3 separate regions of the Zea mays genome follow, and all the other regions are linked to region 1. The links are chromatin contacts, called in public Hi-C maps. All regions are on one chromosome and are shown on one strand. Each heading gives the region's core, a stretch centred on a gene start, on an enhancer-like site or on the middle of the called end of the contact. The rest is flanking DNA. Distances are from core to core; before and after follow the strand shown. Region 1 holds the start of LOC541694 (myc transcription factor 7). Region 2 holds the start of LOC111274019. Region 3 holds the start of LOC100216682.

Region 1 (4,044 bases), core at 903-3,402:
AATTCTCAAATTACCTCTGACGAAGTACATGGCAGACGCCTCAGGAACGTCACGCCCACGCCAGGAGATGACTACGACGAGCTCGGCCTTGTGGTCTAGAGACTTGAGTGGCTCTGGGATCTCGACGGCGACGGTGGCCACGCCAGCGTGGAGGAACGACGAGGTCGGCTTCAGGAACAGGATGGGCTCCTGTAACACACCTAAACACACGCAAGGTCAAATCCAGACTCCAGAGGTAGCATGGGAAGGAGTGGGGAGGGAAGTTGGAAGCGTGGCAGCATTTTGGGATCAAAGATGGGAGGTGCGCGACTGCATCTTGGGGACCGGGTTGCCGAGCTCCTGGTCGTTCCTCTGTGGTCCGATGACCGGGACCGAGATTGCATAGATAGAGAGGAAATTTAGGGTTAGGGATTTCGGAAAACTTGAGAAATAGATGGAGCGAACAATAGGAGGGGAACAAGCTGCAGCTCACCACTGTGTCATTGGCTGCCTTCCTCCGTGGTCCGGCCGCCGGGCGTAGACTGGGGCGCCCTCCACCGTGTCCGTTGTGCTCCCCCGTGGCAAGGAAGTTGGCGCCCCTCCACTGCATGTAGGGAGCATCGTGGAGGCCCAAGGCGGACCTCCGTGCGGCAATGGTTGGGGTCGACGGTGCGGCGGCTGCGTGTGAGAGAAGGTGTAGCGTGTGAGGCGAGGAGATCCAAACACGTGCGAGGACCGAGGAAGGGCAGGGGCGTTGCTGGAGAGGGAGCGGTTGCTGTGTGACGCTCGTGCGGAGGAGAGGATGAGGAGGAGCGAAGCACGAACAGGTCTCGCGGCGGCAAAGGCTTTTGGTTGGGGATACGAAACATCTCAGAATTGCGACAACGGCTGTGCACGGTGAGCTCGACGACGACTCCGTCTTGCCCGCCTCATGCTCGCGATGGATGTGAAGGCGGAGGTCGAAGCGCCTGGGGCAGGGCGTGGTGGAGACGAACCTCCCGCATCACTTCGTCAGGTTGGGCACGTCGAGGCCCCTGGAAAGCGACGACCAACGGTCCCCGGGGGAGCGGGAGGGCGGACAAGCAGGCCGACGCGGCGTGGGATAGGTAAGCATAGTGGAGGAACGATTGCTTGACAGGGGGAGCGGGACTTGGGATCCAGGCTGCGGGCGCCGCGCCGCCGCCGCTTAGGGTTTTGGATCCGAATAGGGGAGGCAAAACAGGAATCGCGAGCAGGTGTGCGTCGGGGAAGAGGGCGCACACATCGGACGACAGAGGGACTTTATGGCGTATTGGACGGTCCAGATCGCTGGAAGGCAGAACATGTCAGGGGCAGCCTACCCCTTAGAGTCTTAATAGGTAGTATAGATATTGCTTTTATTCATGTGCTGCGTAGTGGGAGCAATGAAAAATAGATGAAACATTTTGTGTGTGTAAGGTGTGGCAATGGTAGGTAATTCCTCCTCAAGTTATCACGATAGTGGGTCTTTTTACCGAATAAGCTAAAGTAAGCATATGTATAGGATTAACCTCTAGATTATATAAAATCAGGTTCAATAACGTGTCTGTTTATTTCCCATCTAGATTATTTAAGTTAAATTATACTTTCTCTGTCTCAAAACAGTAGTCGTTTTAGCTCTTGTTTTTATATCTATATTTAAATGGATGATGAATATATATATATATATATACATATATAACATATAAATTAAATACTATGTGTATTGTATGCATTCATTAATTATGTAAATGAATTTTAATTTAAAATAGAGAGAGAGTATAATATAGAGTTCCAGATGTATTATAAGTTAAAACAAATAGGTTCTATATCTTCGACTAGCTCACTAGGCGGGCTTGATCTCCTATCGAGTCCCACGTGAGATTTAGCAAAGTATGCAACCTTAATAACCACGAAAATGTCTCCTAATTCCTATGGCCTATACACCATGATATCTGACTGACAACCGGGCCCATTTCGTAGGAGGCGGGCTAGGAACCCGGCGGTTACACAAACCTGGCCCTGGAATGTAGGTTTGCCCTCCTAAATCAACCTGAGGGATTACCCGTTTTACCTGGTCCCGCCCTGACCCCGGGCGACGACATGTTCCCGTATTTGCCCTCGCCCAGCCGGACAAGAAGCGAGACAAGCGCCCATCCTTGGCTCGGGCGTTTTCGGGTTTGCGCCATAATCCCACGGAATCCGCATTCTGAACCATTTCCTTCGCTTTCCCCTTCGCCCTCTCTCTCTCCCAGTCTCCACCCACCATTTCTCCTCCTCTTTCCGTCGGGTCTACTGCACCTTGCCCTCCCCCATGAACCTGTGGACGGACGACAACGCCTCCATGATGGAGGCCTTCATGGCTTCTGCCGACCTCCCCACCTTCCCCTGGGGAGCGCCGGCCGGGGGCGGCAACTCGTCGGCCGCCGCGGCGTCGCCGCCGCCGCCGCAGATGCCAGCGGCGACGGCTCCCGGGTTCAACCAGGACACGCTGCAGCAGAGGCTACAAGCCATGATAGAGGGGTCGAGGGAGACCTGGACCTACGCCATCTTCTGGCAGTCCTCCCTTGACTCCGCCACCGGCGCCTCGCTGCTCGGCTGGGGGGACGGCTACTACAAGGGCTGCGACGAAGACAAGCGCAAGCAGAAGCCGCTCACGCCCTCCGCCCAGGCCGAGCAGGAGCACCGCAAGCGCGTGCTCCGCGAGCTCAACTCCCTCATCTCCGGCGCGGCGGCGGCTCCCGACGAGGCCGTCGAGGAGGAGGTCACCGATACCGAGTGGTTCTTCCTCGTCTCCATGACGCAGTCGTTTCTCAACGGTTCGGGCCTCCCCGGGCAGGCGCTCTTCGCCGGGCAGCCCACATGGATCGCCTCTGGCCTCTCCTCCGCGCCGTGCGAGCGCGCGCGTCAGGCCTACAACTTCGGCCTCCGCACCATGGTCTGCTTCCCCGTCGGCACCGGGGTGCTCGAGCTCGGCTCCACCGACGTCGTGTTCAAGACCGCCGAGAGCATGGCTAAGATCCGCTCGCTCTTTGGGGGCGGAGCAGGGGGTGGCTCGTGGCCGCCCGTGCAGCCTCAGGCGCCGTCGTCGCAGCAGCCCGCCGCCGGAGCCGACCACGCGGAGACGGACCCGTCCATGCTATGGCTCGCCGACGCGCCGGTCATGGACATCAAGGATTCCTTGTCGCACCCGTCGGCCGAGATCTCCGTCTCCAAGCCTCCGCCGCATCCGCCGCAGATCCATTTTGAGAACGGGAGCACGAGCACGCTCACGGAGAACCCCAGCCCCTCCGTGCACGCGCCGCCACCCCCGCCGGCGCCGGCTGCTCCACAGCAGCGGCAGCACCAGCACCAGAATCAGGCGCACCAGGGCCCGTTCCGCCGGGAGCTCAATTTCTCGGACTTCGCGTCCACTCCTTCCTTGGCGGCGACCCCGCCGTTCTTCAAGCCCGAGTCCGGCGAGATCCTCAGCTTCGGCGCCGACAGCAACGCCCGGAGGAACCCGTCGCCGGTACCTCCCGCCGCCACCGCCAGCCTCACCACCGCTCCCGGGAGCCTCTTCTCGCAGCACACGGCGACCATGACGGCCGCCGCGGCGAACGACGCGAAGAACAACAACAAGCGCTCAATGGAGGCCACCTCCCGGGCGAGCAACACCAACCACCACCCGGCGGCGACGGCGAACGAGGGCATGCTGTCCTTCTCGTCGGCGCCGACTACGCGGCCGTCGACGGGCACGGGCGCGCCGGCCAAGTCGGAGTCCGACCACTCGGACCTGGACGCGTCTGTGCGCGAGGTGGAGAGCAGCCGCGTGGTGGCGCCGCCACCGGAGGCGGAGAAGCGGCCGCGAAAGCGCGGGCGGAAGCCCGCGAACGGGCGCGAGGAGCCGCTGAACCACGTGGAGGCGGAGCGGCAGCGGCGGGAGAAGCTGAACCAGCGCTTCTACGCGCTGCGCGCCGTGGTGCCCAACGTGTCGAAGATGGACAAGGCGTCGCTGCTCGGCGACGCCATCTCCTACATCAACGAGCTCCGGGGCAAGCTGACGTCGCTGGAGACCGACAAGGAGAC
Region 2 (4,044 bases), core at 761-3,260, 510 kb before region 1:
CCAGAATTACTGATAGTATTTACTTAGAAAAACATCATTGTTCTATACAAGTGTAGCATATTTATTCTCAAATAAGAAAATGCATAGAACTCAAGTTAATCTAACTCTGAAAAACATCATTGTTCTATGTGTACCATATCTGTTCTCAAATAAGCGCTCCAGCAACCGGATGCGGGCGCCGCGAGACACCGCCGCGTGCGCCGTGCAGCTGCCCATGATGCCGGCGCCCACCACGATGACGTCGAAGTTGGAGGCTGGGCGACCAGCCTGGGGAACTGCGGGTGCACCGGCGCTGGCCATGGCAGCAGCTCGCGAGCGCTTTGCAAGCTGGAACGGACGTACGGCAGGAGGAGAAAAAGATAGACTTCGCCACTGATTTCCTTTACCATATGGACCTGCAAGGTTTACAGCATATACTAGATGCAGGAAATGTCATAAAACTCCTGTGGGAGAATACAACGCCGTGTAGTCGAAATTAAGACTAGTCATGCAGAACCATGGTCTTAATACAGTAACAACAATATCTGGTGCCAAATTTTGAGAAGGTGTCATGTTTGATATAGTTTAAGCCAAAGATCACAATTTTGTGAGTACAACCTAAGAAGCTCTGAAATGATGATCAAATTAACATAACTTAAATGAGGTCAGCTAAACGAAACATATTCAGAAATTATGTAGCACTAACCACTTATGGAGGTGCCAGACAAGATTACAAATCCAAGTAAAGTTAGCAACTTAGTATACACTGACCTTTCCACACTGTTCTTCATCTCTATTGCATACTCTCTCTTATCAGTCTGAGCACGCAGTGCACGTACAACAGGGCCTTTTGAGCTGTTCAGTACACGCTTTTGCAAGTAGCACCTATCAGAAGAAGATGCAATCAGTATGCTAAGATATCTTTGTTGATTAACTAGCAATCAAAATATGGACTCTCAGCCATTTGCACTCAGAGAAACTCATTCTCCAGGCAACAAGACGTTTGAACTCGTACCTATCGGTATTTTTTCCAATTTCACCACCAAAGGCATCTACCTCATGGACAAGTTGAGACTTTGCAGGGCCACCAACAGCAGGGTTACAAGGCTGGGTAGGGTAGATGAGTTGAAGCAGAACTACACTTCTAATACTAAAATTTAAATGGAATTCATTAACAAAGAATGTTTCCTTATAGTTATAGGCTATAGCATACTAAGATATGCAACATACTAATCAAAAATCATCTCTTCAGTTTCTATCGTACATTCATACCTTGGAACAGAATTTGTGCCCTACAAAAATGTTATCACAGGTAAGAGTTCACATTGCTAAATTTCTACACTGCAGGGTTTGATGGATCAATTCTTCATATAAGGGACATGATTTTTATTATCTAGCATCAGGAGTCAATGTTCAAGTAATTTCAGTAATGAACCTGACTAGAATATCTACCATCGGGGCAAAGCTAGCTCAGCGCAGACCTGCCACGCAATCCGGTCAATGTTGAGCGTAAAAGCAGGGTGCGCGCGCCGAGGCGAGACGAAGCAAGGGCGGCCTCGCATCCGGCATGGCCGCCTCCGACCACAATGCCAAACCTCGTTACCCGGTAGTACCAGGAGCAAGTGCATCTAGCGTCGGAGAGTGAGATCTGTGCGCGAGAGACAGAGAAGAAGAGAACCGTGACCGCAAGGGGGTGCGGCGGACGATCGACCGGCCCAGTGTTCGGAGCGGGGAGAGGAGACGGGAGAGGGAGAGCTTGAGGGTGAGAGGAGAAGGCAGAGTCTGACCTCAACAGCGGCGGCTGCGAGAGGAACCCTAGCGCGAGCTCCAGGCGAGGATAGAGGCGGCTGTGAGGACCCTGGCTCCAACCCTAGCGCGAGATCCAGGCGAGGCGGCTGCGCGAGCTCCAGGCGAGGCGAGGCGGCTGCGCGAGCTCCACGCCAGGACACAGGGAAGGGGCCTGCGCGTGCTCTGAGCTGCGAGGACAGGGAGCGAGTGGAGCCTGGCTCTGGAGAAACGGAGATTTTGGCCGTTTGTGATGGGCCTGGATGAGATGGTTATTTTGCACGAGCGTGACCTGGCTCAAACATTTGTTCAAGCAACCAAACACACGGCACTGTCAAAAACTGTATCCGATGGGCCCTGCACGAGCGCAAACAGGTAACCAATCAGCCCCTATATAATGGTCTCTCCCTTTGCAGGCTGCAGCTAGCTAGAGTAGGCCTAGAGCCGAGCCCGATCGAGCACGTCAATCAGCGGCACAGCATGGATGGGACTTGGACTATTCGATCGACTAGCTTTTGAGGTGTTTGGTTGCTCCTGCTAAAGTTTAGCTCGGGTCACATCAAGCGTTTGACTTTTAAATAGGAGTATGAAATATAGACCCAACCATCTGGACTAGATTCGTCTCGTCTTTTAATCTTCGGCTGACAAATTAGTTTTATAATCCGACTACATTTAATACCTGGAACGGAGGTTCAAACATTTGATGGGACAGGGGCTAAATTTTAGCGGGGTGTAACCAAACACCCCCGCCTGATGACCTGGCTAGCTAGGAGCAAACCCCCATGCATCATGCATATGATTAAGCTGAACCACTACACAACATATATAATCTAATTGTTATCCATCCCATAATCTCCAACATTGATCGTCGCTCCAACCACACAAACGGATACTCATGCCCTGCCGTCGGTACCAACCATCATCATGCCTGCCTGTGCCGCACCATCGGCAAGGCCTAGGCCCTACCCTTCGTTTCCCCATTTTCCTCTCCCATTCCAAGCTAGTCTTACTAGAACAAACCTGCCACCACCACCACCATTTTTTCTCATCTCAAAAGCTTGCACTACCATCAGTTCAGTTGCCCCCCCCCCCCCCCCCCCCCGCCTTGTCCGGCCCAAAAGTGCAGAGACATGGATTCATACTGTACAGGATGATTAGGGGGTGGGAAATTGCAAATAAAACCGGATATTACTGTGCTCCGGCCCCATGATGGATTGATTACCCATGCATTTACTTATACTAGTCGGTTACCCGTACGTTGCGACGGCTCACAATAATACTCACGTAAATTATCCACCAAAAAGATTTCAAGATTTTTTATTAATTGTCTCTGCTCTTCCCATAATAATTTTTATAAATGCACGGGTCCCATAGGTAGCAAATCAGAGACTCTCATCCCTCGCCTCCATCACTTTCATGGTTTCGTAGAGTAGGAGGGGAAGGGAAGAGGCAGACATACTTGTTCGTTGCCGGAGAAGGACACAACAAATACCTGGGCATCTGGAGGCGACATAGGTAGCATACGGCTAGATATATAAGGAGAGAGCATGCAAGCGGAGAAAGAAGCCTAGCCGGAGCAACTCCAAACCGAGAGGCACCTGCACCAGGCGTCAATCCAAGGAGGGCGAGAGAATGTGAGTGTTTTTCCCAACCCTGGACCCGCCGAAGCGACACAACACCACCACCAACTCTGTAGCATATGACGATTGTTGGCACGCTACGGGTCTTGGTTGTCCAATATCTCAGACCTGGGCATCTGGAGGCGACATAGGTAGCATACCGCTAGATATATAAGGAGAGAGCATGCAAGCCGAGAAAGAAGCCTAGCCGGAGCAACTCCAAACCGAGAGGCACCCGCACCAGGCGTCAATCCGAGGAGGGCGAGAGAATGCGAGTGTTTTTCCCAACCTTGGACCCGCCGAAGCGACACAACACCACCACCAACTATGTAGCATATGCCAACTGCTGGCACGCTACGGGCCTTGGTTGTCCAATATCTCAGACCTAGACCCTCATCGCCAAGATAACCTAAGTGTGGCAGGCACCACCATGTCCTCCTCGACGACACACACGAAAAAGGCAAGGAGCATGACCGACTCGCGACTGCGACCGTGGGTGGGGGCAACAGGTTGGGGAGGAAGAACAGGGCAAAGGCCAGGAAGATGAACGGGATGTCCGACGACGGCGAAAACGAAGGTGCGCGCATGATGTGAAATGTCCTCGTGGATGTGCAATAGCCACTGCGCGAGTCGGTGTCAGGGCTGGTGTCGGACGAATACG
Region 3 (4,044 bases), core at 1,094-3,593, 420 kb before region 1:
TTAGTTAGGTCCTGCTGGCCCCTCTCTTTGGCCTAAGCTGAAGGCGCTATCGCTAAACAAAAGGCAAGCAGGCTGTTGAGGATGGCTTCACCCATGACGTACGTACGTCGTCGCCGACGGACGCTGGCGCTGCGCGGGCCTCAGCGTCACGTCAGCACCAAACTGGCCCGGTTCAATGGCCCAGGATTAGATTAGAATGAACAAGAATAATAATCAGGGCGTTTAGCGATGCCGGCCAGTCGCATTCAGAGTGGCTTTGCATCAACGCAACCTTGCCCGGGCAGTAACGTGACGGCATTTCCTTGCTTCCTCTTCTTGGCACACTAATCATCAAGTGCCAACAATGTGGTTCGGCATCCATCAGCCATCATCACCCACCACCATAGCTTATTACTAGTATAAAGTAAGTACCTTGCACTAGCTGGTCATCTCCTGAACCATGGTTTCTTTTCTTCAGACGAATAATCTAGTAAAAAAAGCTAGCTAGCTATAATGCTCCACTATGATGATTTGAAACAGGACAAGGCTAAAAATGTACATATATATTTCTATATCAGAGAGCCTAGCAACAGTGATGAAAAGCCAGTGTTTTGATTCTTCCTCAACCTTTCTTTCCTCCCCTCCCTTTGTGGAAAGCAAAGCCAGCAGCGACCGAATGGCATCCACCTCGAGAAGCACCACCAGCCAGCCAGCCAGAGTGTGTCACGGCAAAAGGAAGTGGTGGCCGTCCCAGTCCCATTGCCCTGTAATGGCGGATTGATTCAGACATGACCTGAATTCACTGACTCACTCTGTGCTGCTCAATTCCGTTGGTTCATTCAAGAGTATATATATTTTTTCCCTGCTTTACCGCGCGTGTGCTGTGTAGTGCCACTGCCAATGCAGCCGCCGCCGCCGCCGTGGAGACGGAGAGAGAGGGAGCTAGTACTCGACGATGAAGCTGCCGAACGGCGCGCGGTGCGGGATGCCCTTGCGGCGCTTCGCCGGCTGCGGCGTGGGCGGGGTGAAGCTCTGCCTCTTCTGGGCGTCGCGCAGCGGCGAGGAGGACGTGGAGTCGCCGTCGCCGCTGCCGCCGACGGCGGGCCGGAGGAGCCAGCTCCTGGCCTTGGCGGCGTCGGGGGAGCAGCCCACGACCTTGCATCCGAGGGAGCAGAAGCGGAAGTTGTCGAGGAGGCTGCGGGCGCACACCTCGCAGAGGTTGGCGGACGCCGACGCGGCCTTGCATCCAGGCCTCTGCTGCTGGGGCCGCTCGTTGAGGAAGACGACGCGGGCGCTGTTGATGACGTAGGTCTGCACCCCGGCGATGTCCATGAAGCGCTGGATGTCGGACACCCGGATGACGTCGTGGTAGGAGGAGCGCCGGATCTGGATGGTGTGGTGGTCGCGGTGGGCCTGCGCCAGGCACAGCGAGCACAGGGCGCGCGCGCCCGCGCCCGCGCCCGCGGCGGAGCAGTCCAGGCAGAACATGTTGCACTCGCCGCTGCGGTGCGAGTCGCCGTGCGTCCTGCAGTGCGCGAAGAAGCGCGCCGAAAGCAGCGGCTGCAGCCAGCGCGGCCACTGCCCCGCGTACGCCGCCGTGGCGACCTCCTCCTCCTCCTCCGGCTCAGGGTCAGGGCCGCCGCCGCCCTGCACGGACAACCATGTTTCCGTCAGTTGACTCGCTTTGCTCGATGGCGAAGCATTTGAATTGGCTGTTTGCCAAGAAAAGCTCCGTCACACAGATAGATCGGCAAACAAACAAGATGGAATAGTAGTCTGCAAGAGAGAGAGATTCGGTTGCTTGCGCTCAAAAAAAAAAAAGTTTTAAAAAATTATTGCTCGGGGAACGGCGGCACGGGAGACAATCAGAACGAGACGCCAAGGCAATGCGGAGATCCCAAAGAAAGGGTCGAGGGAGGCGGTGGACAAAAACAGTCGTTGAATCTAAGGCATGGCCGCCGCCATTGCTGCACGTAAGTAAGCGTTCGTCGCCAACAGTAACGGAAAGGAGCAAAAAAAAAAAAAAAACGTTCTTTTCTTGGCCGGCAAGAAGAGAAATCGAGAATGGCAGGGCTCGGGGCTACAAAAGGATATATAGGAAGGCGATGGACGAGCGGCTCCGGCCAGGTGACTCACCATGATCCTGCGGTTCTTGAGGCGGAGCTCCTTGAACGGGGACTCGTGGTCGATCGCCATCGCACCCTCCGATCCTCTCCTTCCTCCCTCGGAGAGACTGGGAAGAGCCGAACCGAGCCTTCTCGTCGTCGTCCTTGCTCCTACGACCCTTGCTGTCGCGGTTTCAGGCGGCGACGGGAGGGAAGGAAGGAAAATGTGGGCAGGGGGCAGGTGAAGCGAAGCAAGCAGAGGGGAAATGGGCTAGTGGATGGGCTTTATATGCCCGCGGCCTGCGGACTTGGGTCGAGAGGTGGGAATCGGAATAGCAACGGGGTCGCTGTCTGCGCGCTCGCTGGCTGCGGCACAAACAAGGCAGGGGTCGGCGTTCTTATCCCCTCCCTCCCCCTTTCCCTTCCTTGCAGTTGCAGGTCGCCAGGTCTAGCTCGTCGTTGCATAGCATACCAAGCCCAACTCTTCAAAACCAAACAAATCCTCATCTTTACTATATACATCCTCACGCGGGCAGAAACAGAAAGGCTATATATAAAAAAGAGTAAGAATCCATCCATCGATCCATCCATCCAATTTGAAATTCGAAATCGCAGCATCGGCGTCTGCCGTAACAGCAGCCCAGCAGATGCGTTATTCGCAAGGAGGAGGGGCCATTAATTAATCGATGTGGTGGATGGATTTAAATACTTGGTTTAAGTACGCCGCCATTAATCAACTGTTGGGGTTCCCTTCCCTTTCCCTTTCCCTGGCCCCCACTATCACACGCCTGCTCCGCGCTGCTGCCGGACCAGGCAACGCAGGAGGGCGTGGCGAGCCTGCTTGACCTCGCCGGACGGACGGCACCCTTTTCCGTCCCGGTTTGGACGGCCGAAAGCCCTTGCCTTGCTGCTCAAGTCGGTTGGACCATAGTGGCAGGTTTTGGTAATGCCACGTTTCAGCTCCGGATTTGCCTTCTCTAGGCTTGCGAAGAGCTTTACCAAACAACCATTTTAGGAATGAGAGATTCTATTTGCTACGTATTTCTATTTGGCACCACTTCACTTCACCCCATGATTTTAATTTTTTTTTTTACTTCAGCTCTATCGATGAAATTAGATCTGGTCTCTCTCTGGCTTTGGCAAATCCGGAATTATTATTGTATGTTTTCTCCATCCCGTCCCAAACTTCTACAAGAGTAGATTTTAAGGAGCTCCCTAGATATGAAACCATTCCATTTTTATCCGTTTTTGCACAAAACGGCTCCAAAACGACTCTTTGAAGCTGGTGGAGAAGCCATGCCAAACAGGACTGTATATAGAGAAGCCAGGGCTGCTCAAATATGGCTTCTCCTCACAAATTTAACATAAACTGTCGCTGCCGGTACAGTGGCTGTTGGCTTTGTTGCCAAAGGTTTTACAGAACAGATTCAGCTTCACCAGACACGCTGCTCTACACCCCCCCTCCTACTATCTTAGTATTAGTATGCTAATTTTCAAGCCTAGATATTTGCCACATTCATCATAGAAAAATCAAAAGCAAAAATTACCCCATTTACTATTTCACTAACAAACGTTAACTCTCAAGGTTAGAAAATTACCAATTAGCTAGAAGAAGAAGAAAAAAAAATTTAAAGTACCCTTCTACATGTTGGTCAATTACCCACTACTGCATTAACCAAAAGGTAACCCCTAAAGTAATCTTCTGTCTATCTCTATTACCAGCCCATCACATTATTGGAAAAAAAAGCTTTTGTTATATTGGATATTTTCTTTTACAACAAAACAAGATTCAAAGTTGCGAATGGTAGATTCAAAGTTGCAAGGATAAATACTTTGTGCGCACAAAGGCATCCATCCATGGGCCAGATATTGACAGGTTCACCTCTCTTTCTTTCTATAGCACTATTGCAAAAGAGAAGCAGGAGTATTGTCCAATTTTAAGTGCTCCAAACCCATCATG

The links. Hi-C and Micro-C count contacts between places; a contact is called where the count stands out from the background.
Region 2: a Hi-C map of tassel shows a contact between it and region 1, with 2.4 times the contacts expected there. The contact joins the promoter of LOC111274019 here to the promoter of LOC541694 in region 1. A contact is called at or near these places in 3 of 25 Hi-C or Micro-C datasets (bundle sheath, leaf and tassel).
Region 3: a Hi-C map of endosperm shows a contact between it and region 1, with 3 times the contacts expected there. The contact joins the promoter of LOC100216682 here to the promoter of LOC541694 in region 1. A contact is called at or near these places in 4 of 25 Hi-C or Micro-C datasets (ear, endosperm, leaf and 1 more).

The regions. Positions count from the first base shown.
Region 1 is chr1:99,765,229-99,769,272 of Zm-B73-REFERENCE-NAM-5.0, reverse strand. LOC541694 (myc transcription factor 7) reads left to right here and starts at 2,152. Exons shown (of 1, transcript NM_001348556.1): 1 at 2,152-4,044. The coding sequence starts at 2,291.
Region 2 is chr1:100,270,544-100,274,587 of Zm-B73-REFERENCE-NAM-5.0, reverse strand. It overlaps LOC111274019, which reads right to left and starts at 2,010. Exons shown (of 2, transcript NM_001357142.1): 1 at 1,767-2,010; 2 at 1-864. The coding sequence starts at 389. The coding sequence ends at 117.
Region 3 is chr1:100,181,316-100,185,359 of Zm-B73-REFERENCE-NAM-5.0, reverse strand. It overlaps LOC100216682, which reads right to left and starts at 2,343. Exons shown (of 2, transcript NM_001366966.2): 1 at 2,116-2,343; 2 at 280-1,626. The coding sequence starts at 2,175. The coding sequence ends at 922.